Regions from separate parts of the Pan troglodytes genome. Here region 1 is linked to region 2. The links are chromatin contacts, called in public Hi-C maps. All regions are on one chromosome and are shown on one strand. Each heading gives the region's core, a stretch centred on a gene start, on an enhancer-like site or on the middle of the called end of the contact. The rest is flanking DNA. Distances are from core to core; before and after follow the strand shown.

Region 1 (5,649 bases), core at 1,422-3,921, 55 kb before region 2:
TAATTTCACTTGTTTCTCTTTAGGGCTTTAATGTTGACTATTAGAAAATTTAAGGCTGGGCAACTTAGTGAGCCCTCATCTCTACAAAAAAATTTATAAATTAACCCAAGCACAGTGGCTCATGCCTGTAATCCCAGCACTTTGGGAGGCCAAGGCGGGCAGATCGCTTGAGCCCAGGAGTTCAAGACTAGCCTAGGCAATGTGGAGAAACTTCATCTCTACAAAAAACACAAAAATTAGCTGGGTGTGGTGGCACATGCCTGAAGTCCCAGCTACTCGGGAGGCTGAGGTGGGAGGATCACTTAAGCCCAGGAGGCAGAGGTTGTAGTGAGCTGAGATTGTGCCACTGTACTCCAGCCTGGGCAACAGAGTCAGACCCTATCTCAAAAAAATAAAAATAGAAAAATTAGCCAGGTGTGGTGGCATGCGCCTGTAGTCCCAGCTACTCAGGAGGCTAAGGTGGGAGAATCGCTTGAGCCTAGGAAGTTGAGGCTGCAGTGAGCCATGATCATGCCACTACACTCCAGCCTGGTCGACAGTGAGACTCTGTCTCAAAAAAAAAATTAAAATGACACATATGGATCATATGGTGGCTCACCTGTTTTTATTGGACAGCACTGGTCTAGAGTATTTCATTGCTGTGCGTTCCGTATGCGGTGACGGAGTGCCCTAATCTGATAGATGAACTGGTGCAGGTTTTTGCATTTTCTTAATTTGATAGCACTACATTTTCTTTTTCTTTTTCTTTCTTTTTTTTTTATTCTTTTTTTGAGACAGAGTATTGCTCTGTTGCCCAGTCACCCAGGCTGGAGTGCAGTGGCGCAATCTCAGCTCACTGCAACCTCCGCCTCCCCAGTTCAAGCGATTCTTATGCCTCAGCCTCCTGAGTAGCTGGGATTACAGGTGCCCACCACTACACCCAGCCAATTTTTGTATTTTTATTAGAGACAGGTCCTCACTGTGTTGGCCTAGCTGGTCTCAAATTCCTGGACTCAAGTGATCTGCCCACCTCAGCCTCCCAAAGTGCTGGGATTACAGGCATGAGCCACCATGCCTAGCCTGATGGCAATGAATTTCTAACAATTAAGGGTCATGACATCTTAAGAGATGGAGGCTTTCTGGTATTAGGCTGTTCTTGGTGCAGTTGCCACTAGAGGAAAGGGGAGGGTCATCTCTATCTTTCCAAAAATCTCAGTCTCCAAAGTTTTGTGTTTCATTTCACTACCATTAAACCATATAATGATTTAATACCAATTCTAAGTACAAAATTCATAGACATAATTTCTGGCTGAATAAATTGGTTCTGCCTCTTTAAATTTCTAGTGATATTAAGGCCCATGTATTTCCCTATGTTCACTTGATTTTGAAACTATCAAACCTTTCACCTACTAGTAATTGCATTTTTGGCATCATGGTCCATGAAAGGAGAGTCAGGAGACAGTAACCACAGTAAGTTGAACAGGGAAAGTTTAATATAAAGATGTATTGACTATTTGAAGAGAAGTAACTACTACAAGGGAATTGAAGAGAACTCTAAAGAACATCCTAGGCAGAGGGAGACTACTTACAAAAGTACTAATTTGGAAGAGAAGGGAGCCCTGCCCCAAAGCTAGGATGCAGACCTCCTTTGAGAGGGTGCGATTGCAGCTACTGGATGGCACAGATGTTCAACTGGGTTGCCCTAGATGGAGCTCATCCACACTCAGCAGCTGGGGCTAGCAGGCAGGAAACTATGGGTCAAAACTGGCCAGCAGCATCCTGGGCAACTGAAGCTGGAGGGCAAGAAACCACTGCCATTGGCCAATGAAATTAGCCCTCCAGCGCCCCCTGCTGATAAAGTTTAGCATCATGCCAGCTGGCAAAGAAGAAATGTTTTAACATCACAAAGCAATGAAGGTTGGATTTGAAACAGGCAGGCATTAAGTGACAAAAGGTACACCTCCTTTAAAGGTGGGGGGTCTGCTGTTTTGCTCTTGGGATATTTTTAACAGGTCCATAAGAGACTTTTCACTGAAAAGAATTTTCCCAACATCACTAAGGAGGTTTTGCAACTTCTCCTAGGCGAGCGTGGCAGTCTCGGATTTCACCTTTTATTTTTTGTTTTTCAACTCATCTCGCACACTGATAGCCTTTTACTCTTTAAGCCTCGTCTTCTCACAAATCTCTGGCTCCATCTGGCCATGATGAGAGTTTCTGTTTTTCTTTTTCTTTTCTTCTCTCTCTTTTTTTTTTTTTTTTGCCTGAAGTTTAATTTCAGAAAATTATAGTCCCAGGATCACTCTCAGAAAACCACAGGTTTTTAGTCATTTCTGGTACACCAATCCCAAATTATACAGAAAAAAAGACCAAAATGTTTAAAATTAACTGACTTGGGGGAGGTTGGAGTTCCCTTCCTCATGCAGACCGGAGCATCCATAGAATGTCTATCTAGCCTAAGGGGATATAGAATGCACCTGATTTTGAGGGGTCTGGGAAGAGAGGGATAAAGAGAGGCCACACAGTCCAACCAACAGCCCAGCAGATTCAGTTTCTGATGCTTGCCTGAAGCAACAAAGACTTTCTGAAAATAAAAAAAAAAGAAAAGAAAAAAGGCAGAACTTACACCTCATCACCAGGAGACAAAGGCAGGGAGGGGGACTTGAAAGAAACACATTACAGGATTTCACCAGCGGGGAGCTTCTTGTGTCCTGCACTACACCTCTTCTCCTCTCAGAGTCACTATTGCTCCATATCTTGTTTTCAATATGCCAAATTTGGGGGAGGGGACAGACAAAATTTTAAAACAAGATTTTGCCACTTTTAGGGGTTGCATTACAGAATGAAGGAAGAGGAAAGAAGAGTTTATCAATCAAAGGCTGGGCGTGGTGGCTCATGCCTGTAATCTCAGCCCTTTGGGAGGCTGAGGCAGGGAGATAACTTGAGGCCAGGAGTTCAAGACCAACCTGACCAAGAGGGTGAAACCCCCATCTCTATTAAAAAAAAAAATTAAATAAATAAGAAGTGCTTATCAATCAGAGGCTAACGACCAGCATCCTCCAATTCCTTAGACATACTTACTTTGATACAGGAATACTATCTAAGACCCCCTCTATGATTGCCACATGGTCATTGGAGGAGGAGAGGCCTTGGGACAGTTAGGCAGGAAAGAGGAAGCCTCATAACATTCAGGAAGAGAAATATGAACCCTGTTATAAGGGGCATTTGAAAGAGGGTATTGAAAACAAAAATTTGAAAACAAGTCCCAATATTTGTTTAGTAAATATTAGACATCTATGAAAGAATCACAATGTTTGTTAGTTCAGAGTTTAGGTTTTGGAATATGAGACCTGAAACTGGATTATGGGGGCTGATTTTCTTTTGAGAATAGGGTCATGTAGGATGACCTGCTGCCCCTAAACTCTTCTTGCCTCTACGCATGTACCCCGGTGCCCTTTGCAGTCAAGGTACAGCCCCTTCAAGTTTTCCCATGTTCTGTTTTGTGTCTCATTTGCCTCTCAGTTGGCATGAAGACTAAAAGAGTTACGTCACATGGCAGAGGACAGAGTGCAGATACAAGGGGTTGATGGTCAAGAGGTCCCTCTCCTAGTCCCAACTGTGCTACAGGAAGAAGGGCAAGCCCCAATCCTCTTTAGGCCACAGGGTCCCTATCTATAAAATTAGAGAGGGTACAACTCCACGGCCCTATCGGAAAAGTGATAGGATGAGTGACCCGAGGGAGCTAGAATATGGGGGAAAGTTGACAAGAATGAGCAGCAGAGCCAAGAGCTCATGGCCTGATCTCCTGGTAGGAACATTAGGGAAAGTGACTCACCCTGGGCCAACCAGAATTGCCCCTCATTCCTGGCCTACCACTCCCATTTTCTTCCCTCACCTCTTTGGGAAGAGAATTTCTGATGAGTCAGAGATGGTTTACCTTTGTCACTAGCTCAATAGGGGCTATTGCCTGGAACAGAGTAATGTGGATAATTCATGTGCATCTAGTGAGCTAATATTGTTTGGAAGCTGACACACCTATGTGGACTTATGAACAGCAATTTTCCTGTGCCATGCCTCTACCAAAGTCCAGGTTTGCCACCTTCTGGTATTTTTGCATTGATGAAATGTGTATCTTACACATTCCAACCTCTGTGGCCTTTTACTCACCCTCATTTTCTTCTCCCCTTCTCTCCATCCAAAGATCGCCCATTCTTTCACCCTGTTCAAGTCCACTCTATACCAGGACACCTGCTCTGTTCCTTTTCTAACTCTTCAATTCCTTCCAATTTCAGATGGCTTGATGCTCCCCTCTCCCAGGAGTGTTTTGCCCTAAACTGACTGTCAATAAATGTGACCATGATGATCACAATAAAGATATCACTCATTTAGTCCACTAATATATACAACTATGGGCCTGCTCTTATATTATCCTCCTATTTCATTTAATGTGTGCTACCATAATTGCAGGTATTGTACTTCACATTATGATTCTATTTTCAGAGGTTACTAGAGAAAAGAGTTTGCAGTCTGTCTTGATAACCTTCTTCATCACACTGTATTCTTGAAAAGAATCCCGATTAGCCCCCCAAATCATCAGTCTTTGTCCTGAATTAGACAGAATAAAGTGTCTAACTGGCATGTGAGATGAATTCGCCTCTCCAAATCTCCATATCTCCAAATCTCATCCTCAGACCTTCCCAGAACATTCACAGACAGGTAGGCACTAGGAGAATAATAAGTCTCAGAAAACATTCCTTTTGGTTCCCCTTAAAACAAGATGTTGCCACTTTTAGGGGCTGCATTGTGGAAGGAAGGAAGGGAGAAGAAAGAAGTGACCTTCTCACAGTCACTTGATCTGACTTTCCTTATCTGAAATCAAAATATAATGCAAGCTGGCCAGGCGCGGTGGCTCACGCCTGTAATCCTAACACTTTGGGAGGCCAAGGCAGGTGGATCACCTGAGGTCAGGAGTTCAAGGCTAGCCTGACCAACATAGTGAAACCCCATCTCTACTAAAAAATACAAAAATCAGCTGGGCGTGGTGGCAGGCATCTGTAATCCCAGCTACTTGGGAGGCTGAGGCAGGAGAATGACTTGAACCCTGGAGGCAGAGGTTGCAGTGAGCAGAGATTGCACCACTGCACTCCAGCCTGGGTGACAGAGCAAGACTCTGTCTCAGAAAAGAAAAGAAAAAAAAAAATATATATATATATATATAATGCAAGCATCCTTTGACATATCCTCCTGGGATTAGAATTTATGACTACAGCTCTTTCCTTTCCCTGTTGACTTTACACATGATTTTGCAGGCTTATGGTTTATTTTATGGAGAAGACTGAAGGGTGTGTGGTAGCTAAAGGGCAATTCATTTTTCCTGCTCTGCCCAAAGTTAGCAAACAACCATCAACAAGTCCTAAATGGGAGTGTGGGGGCGTCTCCCTGTGGGTGAGAGTGTCCACGCACAGGCTGGATGATGACTAGAAATCAGAAACCCTGAGGGCTGTTCCAGCCTCACAATTCCACAAGCCTCTTTCCCACGCATGGGGAGAGAGACAAAGTGAACAAGTCCAATCCCCTAGTGCCTTCATCTTGGCACTTGGTCAAATCTTGTCTTCAAGGTTTCCTACATTGGTATCTCGTAGACCTCTTAACTAAAATGTAGGTTCCCCAGAG
Region 2 (5,442 bases), core at 947-3,446:
TGCCATGTTGACCAGGCTGGTCTTGAACTCCTGGCCTCAAGTGATCTGCCTGCCTCAGCATCCCAAAATGCTGGGATTATAGGCGTGCATGAGTCACCATGCCCGGCCAGTATTTGATATCTTGATGGTCATGGATACACAAACTGACACGTGATAAATCAAAAGAAAAGGACAGTTAAATTGGAGAAATCTAAGAGGAGTAGGTTGTATCGATGTCAATATCCTGGTTGTAATATTAAAGTTCTGCAAAATATCATTGTGGAGAACTGGAAAAGTATACAGGGGATCTCTATTATTTTTTACAACTGCATGTGATTCTATAAAAATCTCAATATAATTTCAAATTAAAAAGCAAAAAACAAAGGGCAGTGTCCTACAGATACTTCTGGCTAGAGAAACAAAGTGGGCTGGAATTAACAAACATCTGTATACTGTACATGAGGAAATACTGGTGACCCAGATTGGATTCGCCAGCTTCTTGGATGATAAAATGTCAAGCTTATAAACTAAAGAAAATTCTCAAAAGAATTTTGGGCAGAAAAAAAAAATGGCATGAGAGCCTTAGTGGTGACCGTGGAAAAGTAACAAACCTAGAGGAAAATCATCCCTGCTTTTTAAAAAATGGGTTACTGCAAAAATGATATCCTCGTCAAAAATAATCCTTGGATTGCTGGAGCAAATGTTACCCCTTTCCCAAACTTTCTAATACATACATTCTAGAATGTCGGTTCTGAAATTCTCTTGCATCCTTAATTTTCTCACAGCATGTTCTTATTTTAATGAAAACCTGGCTTTCTGCTAGGATCCATGCTTTCCAGAAGCCCTCTAAGTAGACCTGGCTATTCCTTTTCCTATGCCACATAGTCCCATCGTGGTCATGAGGCAAACGAATGATACTCCCCACTACACACACCATATAAAAAAAACCCTAATCCTTTGAGGCCCACATCTACCTGAATCCTACTCTTTATCCTGTCTCTCTTTGCTGCCACCTGTATATTATACGTCTCCCACCCTCAGCTCACCAGGCAGCAATTGGAGACCAACGGGAAAGATCCATTTTTCCTTTATCAGGAAACTTCGGGTTTATACCTGCAGTGCTGATGGCAGTCTAGTGCCGTATCTTATGTATGCATGTCTATGGGATGGGTATTCATTCACCTTATGAGGAAAAAAAATAGAAAAACAACTGCCAAGGTTTTCAAATTATGAAGGCCTGGATAAATATTTGGGCAGGAGCTGTGGCTCACGCCTGTAATCCCGGCACTTTGGGAGGCCAAGGTGGGCGGATCACCTGAGGTCAGGAGTTCAAGACCAGCCTGGTCAACATGGTGAAACCCCGTCTCCACTAAAAATAAAAAAATTAGCCAGGTGTGGTGGCGGGTGCCTGTAATCCCAGCTACTCAGGAGGCTGAGGCAGGAGAATCGCTTGAACCTGGGAAATGGAGGTTGCAATGAGCTGAGATCGCACCACTGCACTCCAGCCTGGGCGACACAGCGAGACTCTATCATAGATAGATAGATAGATTAGATAGATAGATAGATAGATAGATAGAAATCTCCCTTGAATCATCTTTCATAGAAATTTGCCTCCCACCCCCATATTGCCTTGAAATATAGTAGTGTCTTACATTGGAAGGTGCCATTTAAAAAAAAAAACAAGTATTTTCCTTTATGAAAATAAACGATGTTCATTATTTTAAAAATCCTCTAAAGTGTAAAAATAAAAACACAGCACTGCTATTCCACCACCCAAATATAACCACTTTTAATATTTCTATTTCGGTCTTGTTTTAGTGCCTAGTTTGAAATAAACACAACTTTATTTATTTAGCATTGCTATATTGCGTCCTGCTTCCTTCACTCACCATCATAACATGGCCTTTCCCCACACTGTTTTACATTTTTCAAATATATCTGAATGGCTACTTTAAATTTCATGGTGAGATCGTTTGCTTTTTAACTCCCCAACAGGAGAGCGGAATGGGCATCTCTGTGCAGAACGTTTGGTCCACAAAACTTTTTTAAAAATATACTCCAGAAGATTTAAACTCTCCAGCGCACTCGAGATCGTGCCCGCTTGGATCCAGCCCAGCGCGCCATCAGCGCCTCTGTCACTTTCAGAACTCTTGGCGCCCCCTCGGCCCCCGTAGAGTAGCGTTGAAAACGCGCAAGTGACGTCGCTTGTTTCCCTGGTGACGGTTGCCAGGGCAGCGCGTGTCGGCGTCCGGAGGAGGTGACCTAGCCGCCGCGGTCCTAGAAGGGAGAAGTGGAGAAAGACCGCTGTAAGTGCCGGGGAGAGCGGAAGGGCCCGGGCCGGAGCTGGGAAAGCCCGCAGCTGCCGGGGGCGCGGAACCGAGCCCGAGCGCGCTGCCACTGGCCGGGCGCTCACCGCGTGCTGGGCGCCCAGCGAGGACTCTTCCCCTTCGTCCTTTGAATCTTCACACACAGCCCTCTTCTAACCCAGGCAGACGCTTATTTTCCACGCAGTACATGGGTTAATGAGGCGCAGAGGGTGGGTCGCCTGCCCCAAAGTCATAGCGTAGATGGCACAGTCAGAACTCGAACTCAGGTCCGCCTGACAAGCGCTGTTTGCTGGGCCTCTGCCACTGGGCCCTCTCGCACCGCACTGAAAGATGCGACCCGACGGCGTGCACTTCCGCATCTCCCAGTTCCCCTTCCAGGCCCAGCCCCCACAGGACTGGGGACTCGCAAGAGGGAGTTCCCCTCCAAGCCCGGAGTCCAGCCCTGAGAACCAGAGCATCACCCCGCTCCCATCCCAAACCCATCCCTACGAAGATGCTAGCAGTGCACAGGGCGCCAAACTAGGCATCCGTGGGCGGCCTCCCCACACCTCCAGGCCCCTAGACTGTTGTTGAGAATACTCGAAAAGAACACAGTAAAAGAAAAGAAGAAAGAGAAGGAGAGGGGAAGAGAAAAACAATGAAAAAAGTGGCAGGCCGATGGGGCAAGGGGTCTCAGTCCTTCCTCACTGGTCCCTGTCACCTATGGTCCCATGTCCTGTGGGATCTTGCTTCCTCATAGGACTCCAGAGTGCATGCCACTCTTCCTACTCCCTGGCTCTAAGTCCTACCTGAGCCAAGAGTTCTTTCCATGCAGCTCTAGCCTTTATTTTTTTTATTATTACTTTTTTTTTTTTTTTTTTTTTTGACGGAGTCTCGCTCTATCGCCCAGGCTGGAGTGCAGTAGCGCGATCTCGGCTCATTGCAACCTCTGCCTCCCAGGTTCAAGCGATTCTCCTGCCTCGGGCTCGAGTAGCTGGGATTACAGGCGCCCGCCACCATGCCTGGCTAATTTTGGTATTTTTAGTAGAGATGGGGTTTCACCATGTTGGCCAGGCTGGTCTCAAACTCCTGACCTCAGGTGCCTCAGGTGATCCGCCCACCTCAGCCTCCCAAAGTCTTGGGATTACAGGCGTGAGCCACCACGCCCGGCTTAGCCTTTACTTTTAAAAGAAAATAGACTTAAAGCAGATTTTTAGAAGCATTAAGCAAAAAACAGTTCCTTTATACATTCCGTATTCCCATTTCCTTTGTTGTTAACATCTTACACATTGCATTGGTGTGGTACATTTGTTATCATTGATACAACTATATTGGTATGTTATTACTAACTAAAGTCCATAGTTTACATTAGAGTTCATCTGTTGTTGTTGTTGCTGCTGCTGTTTTGAGACAGGGTCTCACTTTGTCACCCAGGCTGGAGTGCGGTGGCATGATCATGGCTCACAGTAGCCTCCAACCCCTGGGCTCAAGCAATCCTCCCACCTCAGCCTCCTGAGTAACTGGGAACACAGGCACATGCCACCATGCCCGGCTAATTTTTTTATTTTTTGTAGAGCTATGGTCTTGCTATGTTGCCCAAGCTGGTCTCAAACTCCTGGCCTCAAGTGGTCCTCCCACCTTGGCTTCGTAGAGTGTTGAGATTACAGGTGTGAGTCACCACACCTGGCCAGTGTTCATTGCTTAAGGTTTCACAGGTCTACAAGTTTTGCTAAATGTGTAATGCTGTGTATCCACCATTAAAGTATACAGAACAGTTTCACCTCCCCAAAAACCCCCTAGGCTTTACTGTTCATTCTTCCTTCCCGCCAACCCCTGGAAACCACTGATATTTTTCATTTAGAAGGGATTTACAATCACTGGTATCTTTTACTTCTCTGTAATTTTGCCTTTTCCAGAATATTATACAGTTTGCAATTATACAGCATGTAGCCTTTTCAGACCGGCTTCTTCACTTAACAATACACATTTAGGTTTCTTTCATGTCTTTTCGTGGCGTGATAGCTCATTTCTTTTCATCACTGAATAATATTCCCTGGTATGAGTGTACCAGGTTATCTACTCACCTATTGAAGTACATCTTGTTTTTTTCTCATTTTTGGTAATCATGAATAAAGTTATTGAGTCCGGAATTGTGGGTTCTTGGTCTCACTGACTTCAAGAACAAAGCCGCAGACCCTCGCGGTGGGTGTTATAGTTCTTAAAGGTGGCGTGTCTGGAGTTTGTTTCTTCCTTCTGATGTCAAGATGTGTTCAGAGTTTCTTCCTTTTGGTGGGTTCATGGTCTCGCTGGCTCAGGAGTGAGGCTGCAGACCTTCGCGGTGAGTGTTACAGCTCTTAGGGTGGCGCATCTGGAGTTGTTCATTCCTCCTGGTGGGTTCATGGTCTCGCTGGCTTCAGGAGTGAAGCTGCAGACCTTCACGGTGAGTGTTACAGCTCATAAAAGCAGTGTGGACCCAAAGAGTGAGCAGTAGCAAGATTTAGTGCAAAGAGCGAAAGAACAAAGCTTCCACAGTGCGGAAAGGGACCCCAGCAGGTTGCCACTGCTGCCTGGGGCAGCCTGCTTTTATTATCTTATCTGGCCCCACCCACATCCTGCTGATTGGTCCATTTTACAGAGAGCCCATTGGTCTGTTTTACAGAGAGCTGATTGGTCCGTTTTGACAGGGTGCTGATTGGTGCATTTACAATCCCTGAGCTAGACACAAAAGTTTTCCACTTCCCCACTAGATCAACTAGATACAGAATGTCAATTGGTGCATTTACAAACCTTGAGCTAGATACAGAGTGCCGATTGGTGTATTCACAATCCCTTAGCTAGACATAAAGATTCTCAAAGTCCCCACCAGATTAGCTAGATACAGAGTGCCGATTGGTGCATTCACAAACCCTGAGCTAGACATAGGGTGCTGATTGGTGTGTTTACAAACCTTGAGCTAGATACAGAGTGCTGATTGGTGCACTCACAATCCCTTAGCTAGACACAAAGGTTCTCCAAGTCCCCACTAGACTCAGGAGCCCAGCTAGCTTCACCCAGTGGATCCTGCACCAGGGCCCCAGGTGGAGGTGCCGGCCAGTCCCGCTGTGTGCCCGCACTCCTCAGCCCTTGGGCGGTTGATGGGACCAGGCGCTGCAGAGCA

Evidence for each region. Hi-C and Micro-C count contacts between places; a contact is called where the count stands out from the background.
Region 1: a Hi-C map of induced pluripotent stem cells shows a contact between it and region 2, with 1.7 times the contacts expected there. The contact joins the enhancer-like site here to the promoter of CCDC13 in region 2. A contact is called at or near these places in 3 of 7 Hi-C or Micro-C datasets (induced pluripotent stem cells and stem cell-derived neural progenitor cells) and 1 of 1 other capture datasets (stem cell-derived neural stem cells).

The regions. Positions count from the first base shown.
Region 1 is chr2:46,837,688-46,843,336 of NHGRI_mPanTro3-v2.0_pri, reverse strand. All of the region lies in intron 3 of ACKR2 (atypical chemokine receptor 2), which reads right to left. Among named protein-coding and RNA genes, the nearest start is that of ACKR2, 26 kb to the right of the region's middle. Within about 2 kb of position 2,671, at least 2 of the 24 cell types and tissues checked have an H3K27ac peak or open chromatin away from gene starts, as enhancers often do. A contact at or near this core is called in induced pluripotent stem cells, where this site is marked.
Region 2 is chr2:46,782,866-46,788,307 of NHGRI_mPanTro3-v2.0_pri, reverse strand. CCDC13 (coiled-coil domain containing 13) reads left to right here and starts at 2,196. Exons shown (of 17, transcript XR_010155169.1): 1 at 2,196-2,285.